Regions from separate parts of the Capsicum annuum genome. Here region 1 is linked to region 2. A link is a contact called in public Hi-C data. All regions are on one chromosome and are shown on one strand. The core of a region is the stretch at or near the end of the contact, and the rest is flanking DNA. Distances in the headings are between cores, read along the strand shown.

The links. A called contact is a pair of places that touch in the nucleus more often than the background predicts.
Region 1: a contact with region 2 is called in a Hi-C map of bud, with 2.9 times the contacts expected there. The contact joins the promoter of LOC107855023 here to the enhancer-like site in region 2. A contact is called at or near these places in 2 of 5 Hi-C or Micro-C datasets (bud and placenta).

Annotation. Positions count from the first base shown.
Region 1 is chr7:202,816,702-202,820,188 of UCD10Xv1.1, forward strand. LOC107855023 (beta-glucuronosyltransferase GlcAT14A) reads left to right here and starts at 1,393. Exons shown (of 4, transcript XM_016699995.2): 1 at 1,393-2,719. The coding sequence starts at 2,122.
Region 2 is chr7:202,775,614-202,779,081 of UCD10Xv1.1, forward strand. No RefSeq gene overlaps it. Among protein-coding and RNA genes, the nearest start is that of LOC107855035, 23 kb to the left of the region's middle. Within about 2 kb of position 1,823, at least 3 of the 5 cell types and tissues checked have an H3K27ac peak or open chromatin away from gene starts, as enhancers often do.

The DNA.
Region 1 (3,487 bases), core at 143-2,642, 41 kb after region 2:
TAAAATAATTTATTTTGAGCAAACCTTCAATGTATGATGATTCGTTGAAAACAAAGGAGAAAGAGAGAAAATTGGGGAAAGAGACGAAAAGAAGCAGCAAAGAGAAAAAGAAAGAAAAATCATATATTTAAGGGCTACAAATTCAGGGTGTTATTCGAATTAGAGGAAAAAATATAAGGGATAAAAAAGTAAATGTGATGGTCAAATCTAAAAGAATTTTAATTTAAAAAATAAAAAATTAGAGTACTCAACTTCTCACTTATTGCCTTTTTTAATCAGTTTTTATTTTCTTTTTTAGGTATTTTTTAATTTTACCAAACACTTAAAAAATAAATAAAAAAAATTAAAATCTAATTTGATCAAATTTTAATCCAATCCAAACAGAATTAAAATCTAATTTGATCAAATTTTAATCCAATTCAAACAGACACTTAATATCTAGAGAAATAAAAATCAACACGTCACAATTCACCATATAAAAACTAGCACACAACAAAACCCCTAAACTTTTCCATTTGTACTCGCAACATTCCTAATTAGTTGTTGTTATTACTAAAATTAGATACTACTTAATAGGAGTATTTGTCATTTTATAAAATCCAAATATAATTATTAGTTGTATTTGTTTTCATTTTTATCTTTAGTAATACATAGAGAGAAATATTAATATAGTGAAAAAAAAAATCCATAGAATTAATTGATGCAATTTAAAAATATGACAAATAAATAAAAATGAAGAGTGCAATTGAAGAAACTTTAAACCACTAAAAAAAGTTAAATAGAGTTTAATGCATCACAACTCACCACATAAAAATTACTCCCTTCATCCAACAATACTTGACCCTCGAGAGTGAAATAGAACATGAAAATGTAAGCTCCGCGTGCCTGTTGAAGAATAAGCCGACATACTTTAAGAAACAATAAGGGGTTGTTTAGTTGGAAAAAAAAAGTTAATTCCGAGATTATTAATCTCGAGATTATCTATATATCCTAGAATTAGTTATTCTACACTTAAGAAAGATAAAAATAACACTTTAATGCGCCGTATAACTAATTCCAAAATGAGTTATCCCATAAATTTTATCTCAATCAAACATGAGATAAATTCATCCTAAAATTAATTTCAAAATTAATTTTTCATTATCCCTCCTATTAAACAACTCCTAAATAATAGAAATATTTTACTATATCTTCTTTTAAATATGATAAATTTAATGATATATCAGTAAAAAAATAGATAAATTATCTAATTAAATGTACAAGTGAAGAAATTTAAAACCTCACTTTCTTGTTACCCCCAACAACTAATTTAATTAACCTTTTGCTTTGTCTTACTAGTACTAGCAGTAGTATATTAATAACACTGTCTCCTTGTTTAACTCCAAATTAACAGTCTAATGAATACCCATTATACATATAATACAGCAATAATCAAGTGTATAATCATATAAATTAGGTCATTACCTACACTTTAAGCAATCTTTACTGTCACCTCTCCCTCTCTTGCCCTTCAGCACCACCTTCCTCTAATCTTTATTTCAGCTAAAATACTGCTTCTTTGAACTTTTAAAATCCATTTTTTAATACCCAGTTCATTTTTTTTATGCTAAAGATCAGTTCTTGAATTAAACTCATTTGGGTTAGATCACTAATTATTTGATTTAAGTTCTTGAAACCTTTTCTTGAACTAAGGTCATTAGATCTAAGGTTTAAGGAAAAGGGGTTAAGCTATTTATTATTTGTGGGAAATCTTGATTAGTTTGTTTGAATTTAATCTGCTTTTTTGTATTTGTTTGTTTCCCCTTTTCTGTACTGCATAACAGTTTAGTAGTACATTGTTGTTGTCACTTTTTTTTGCCATTTTCAACATTGCTTTTATTGGTTAGTTTACTTTGTAATAGTTAGTTTCTTTGGATGGTAAAACCCCGCAAACCAATAATTTTACTTTTTCGTCGGTGGAAATTTGGAAGCTTTTGAGCTTGCTCATTCTTGGTGATAGCCCATATCATCTTTTGTCACTTTGATGGTAAAGCTCAATCCTTTTCTTTACCTTTCGACAAGATTAAGGCGAAAAGCCTGAGTCTTGGAAACTTTTTGCTGTAAAATTATACTAGACAAAGAATGAGGAAACATGCCAGTTCTTATTCAGGAAGAGTATATGGTGATAGACATTGGAAAATACCATTTTTTGTGAGCTTGCTTGTGTCTATTACTCTGTTTACAGCAACAATTTTTGGGTTATATTCATCATCTTATGGAAGAGATCAAGTGCAGTTGGATATGGTTTCTTTTGCTAGGCCTGTAGAGTCGGATGGGTATTTTGTGGAATCTGATTTCAAGTCGTTTCAATCGAATGGATTTTCGAAAAATGAACCACCTAGGTTTGCTTATCTTATATCAGGCACAAAGGGGGATAGTCATAGAATGATGAGGACTTTGCAAGCGGTTTATCACCCGAGGAATCAGTATATTCTACATATGGATCTTGAGGCTCCACCTAAAGAAAGGCTGAACTTAACAATGTCGGTGAAGAATGATCCCACGTTCCGCAAAGTAGAGAATGTTCGAGTAATGTCACAGTCAAATTTAGTGACTTATAAGGGCCCTACGATGTTTGCTTGTACCCTTCAAGCTATATCCATTCTGCTGAAGGAAAGTTCAAAGTGGGACTGGTTTATCAATCTTAGTGCTTCAGATTATCCACTAATGCCTCAAGATGGTAAGTGTTCTACTTCCACGTGCTATAGGTCGTCAATCATATATTTCTATATAGTCTCTTTATTAGCCTTTTTCTTGTTTATTTGAAGGTTCAGTTGCAACTTTTTTTTTTTTTAATGAGTAATGCTAAATTCCATGACTGGCGTCAATAGATGCATAAAATACAAAACTTGGTAAGCACAAAAAACTTAGTTAGCTGCTTTACATGGGAGACTATGTTAGGACTACAGAGCTAACAAAGTATAAAGGAGTTATAGGTGAGGCATTATGCCATCTATATAAATATACTAAACATCCAGCCTTAAAGAAATGAATTGGAGTTGATGAACCATCAAAACATCTTCTGATCCTTTCTGTCCAGACACACCAAAAGATATTTGCAGGGATCATCCTCCATACTTGTTTGATGGACTTACCAACTCCCCGATTACACCATCGTTCAAATGCTTATTTAGTATTCCCCAGCTAAGCCCAGAGATAGAGAACACATTCATATATGTCTGAAGCCACTCTACAATGAAGGAACAGGTGTTTCTTTGACTCAAAATTCTGCTGGCACATATAACATCTAAGATTTTCCTGGCTAGACATGCTTTATGAAGGGTGGTCCAACTGAAACGTATTATCTTTGTTGGCAACTTGATCTTCCGTATGTATCCATGGCCAGTTATCAATCAGATCACACTGGGCACCTGTTTGGAATAGCCAGCTTTTATAGAATATCTTCCTTCCATGTCATTGCCCCATCTTCACCTCTCTGGTGCCTGCA
Region 2 (3,468 bases), core at 573-3,072:
TGCATAAATATGACCTTTAACTATTCAAAACTGCATAAATATGACCTCCCTCCAAGTTAGCCCTTTTAACGACGTGACATCATGTGATTGAATTATCTTTCCACGTAGGCGTGAGCGAGACTCACGCATGGGGTTGCAAAATCGGAGGTCATATTTTTTCAGGTTTTGAATAGTTAAAGGTCCTATTTGTACACTATCAAAGTTTAAGGTCAAATTTATAATTTGATATCAAATTTAGAATCATATTTATGTATTATGCCTACAATTTATATCCCAATTGAATCACACTCGCTTTCAGGATAGTAATTAATCGGGGCACAATAATGTTTGTGATATTTTTTTTTCTATTTTATTTCCGTTCAGTATTAATATGATATCCTTTGCTAACAATGAACTATAGATTCGAAGATTATAAATATTATTGTTACTGACTATTGATTTTGTTGATGCCAGCTTGTAAAGTTTTGATGTGCAATATCCAATAGATCAATGCTATTATATATTGTCCAATGATAGAGACAAGTCTCTAAACATGTTTTCTGAATTTTTGTTTTTTGGTTTTCCATCCGGTGTTTGATGCCCACATTAAAGTCGTAACTAATTTGGATCGTGCGTTGCAGGGCTCATTAAGGTGACAATGCTCCTAACAGAGTTTTTTCTGTACCCAAGATCAAATCCTCGACTTCTAATTAAGAGTGGAACAACCTCATCTACTCCGCCACAACTTATGTTGGTATGTTTGCTGAATTGATATCTGTCAATTGGTTAACATATTATGATATTTGTTTTAATGTGTCTACATAATTAATTATTACCATATCTTCATTGTGTAGCATATCATAAATTATATACTAGTATTCAGAATATATTGCTGTACTTTAGAAAAAGAAAAACACAGAATCAACCGAATAAAGTAGTAACAACTACCTTATTTTCTTACATGCAAATGCATAATGATTGGGGTAGCCTACGAAGGCTAGAACCTATATGATGGATTAAAAATTACTTTCCACAAATGTTTTTTTTTTTTATTAGTATTTTTGGAAAATATTTTATTTATAAAAATAAATTTATAATTTTTTTTATAAAAATAAAAATATTAACTTTTTAATGAAATTTGAAAAATAAGTTCACAAGTGACATTTCACATTAATTATGTCATTCAACAACATATTTAGTGTATTCTCACCTAATGAGTTATAGGGAAGATAGAATGTACGCAGATCATACCACTAGGTAAAATAGAGAGGTTGTTTCCGACATACCTCCGGCTTAGAACCAATAACAATACATTAATTATGTCATTCATTCTATAAAAATAAGGAAAATTATTTTTCTTTTGAAACTTGAAAAGCACATTCCTCAAGTGACATTTCACATTGATTATGTCATTTTCACTCTTCAACTTCAACATACCTCCTCTTTACCCTCACTTCTAGTATAATATTTATCTAAATTGAATAAAAATAAATGCTTTTAAAATAGTAATACTTTTTGCTTACGTACTGAATAAAAAAAGTAAAACACTCATTTATTTTTCTTAAAAAACATTTTTCAAGGATTAAATGTTCTTAATTTAGTAAAATTTTATCGATTAAAGGACTAAAATCGTGGATTTCCCAATTTGTTTTCACATTTCTGTATATAAAGCTGCTCCTCCTGTGAAAAATCTTCTCTATATCTACAAAGCATTTCTTTAAAAATTTGTTTGAAATTAGTCTATTAAATCTGTTTTATTTTAGCGGCTACCTACTATATACTATATGTGATTTCGTGTCAAATTTTATAGGGTAAAGTTGGCTGCACATGAAAATATTCACCCTACCTAGGCAAGTAGTTTAGCCTACTTTACTAAGTATTGAATTGAATAATTTGATATCACTGTCGTCGTCAAAATAATAGTATTGAAAAAAATTGTGTTGTGATGAGTCTTGTTCCTACAAAATGAGTCATGTAACTCCTATGCGAATCAAATTTAGTCAGATTTTCTTATAGAAATATCTTGTACCAAATAAAAAATTTTAAAATGACAGTAAAGGTCTACATATATATATCGTATTAGACATATAAATTGATAAATATATGTACGTATATCAATCAAGTCATTATCTTTTTGTACACATTCGCTTTATATTTTTGTAAGGACGAGGTGAAAAGGAAATAGCGCTAACTTTTGTCTAATCAATTATTTCGCTCCTAAAATTACTCTCAATCGTTTACTCAATTACTTCTAAGAAATGTCAAAAAAAAAAAAAAATCTTATTGTGCTTGAAAACTAAAAAAGAGGATGAAAAACAAGTACAGTACTTATTGATTGCTTATTTAGTCCAAAGTTTCTGTAGTTAGCATATTAACGACAATAAGCCAAATAAATTATCTGTAAAGTTCCAATTCGATGGGACTTTTTTTTTTTAATGAAAATAAAAGTAAATGGAAACCTAACTTCCAGTCACAATTATTGACTGAAAACTAAAATTGAGCCGTTTCCATTTGTCTATTCATATTCATAGTTATCTTTTTTTTTTTTTTTTTCTCGAATAGATTGATTATAATATTATTTTGTGTTACTATCCGTTGTTTGTTATTACTTATTTTTTCACTATGTTTTTTTGAGATTGTTTTTTCTTGAGTTGGGGTCTATCAGAAACAACCTCTACCTTAACTATGAGGTAGTGGCACAGACTACGCGCACTCTATCCTCCTCAGATCCACTTTGTGAGAATATATTGCGTATGTTTTCGTGTCGTTGTCAATGTTATCGTCTAAACATTAACTTCCAATAAAAATATTTGAATTGCCTTTGATGATTCCACTCCAATAAAAAATGCATAAATATTCTTAGTTAAGACACTGAAAATTCAGACACAGCATGTTAAAATTTGAAACTCACTACTATGAAACTCTAGTAAAATTCTAATATGATGTAACGAAATTCGAACTTTTACAACTGTGATTATTATTCAAATTTAGCTAAGGTAACATAAATTCAAATTCAAATTATTATAATACACAACATATTATACTGAAATTCATGTTTTAGCTAAGGTTATTTTATTAAAATTTTATTTTTTTCATTAAAAATTATTAAAGTTTGAATACAGTAGTAGTTTTGGAATGGTGGTTGAGTTTGTCTGAAAGTGGTTATTGTCAATTGGACCCAAGTATTCTTTGATCTACAAAAAATGGGCCAAGCCCACCATGGACGTACCATACATTATTGAAGCCCAACTCATTGGTTAATAACAAGTAGAAATATTACGGAACGGCTTATCTTTTCGCCTTTATTTAAGGAAAAATCACACAAAACCACAAACATAAGATATTTTACTAGGGAAAAGGACATGACATGACCACTTTAAAAAAATGGTCCATAATTGAAAAGTTGGACATACTGTAGCCAGTCAGCTAAAGTAATTTTCTTTTTTAGTCATTTGATCCAATTGGGCACATGCAGTCTCTACACTCAAT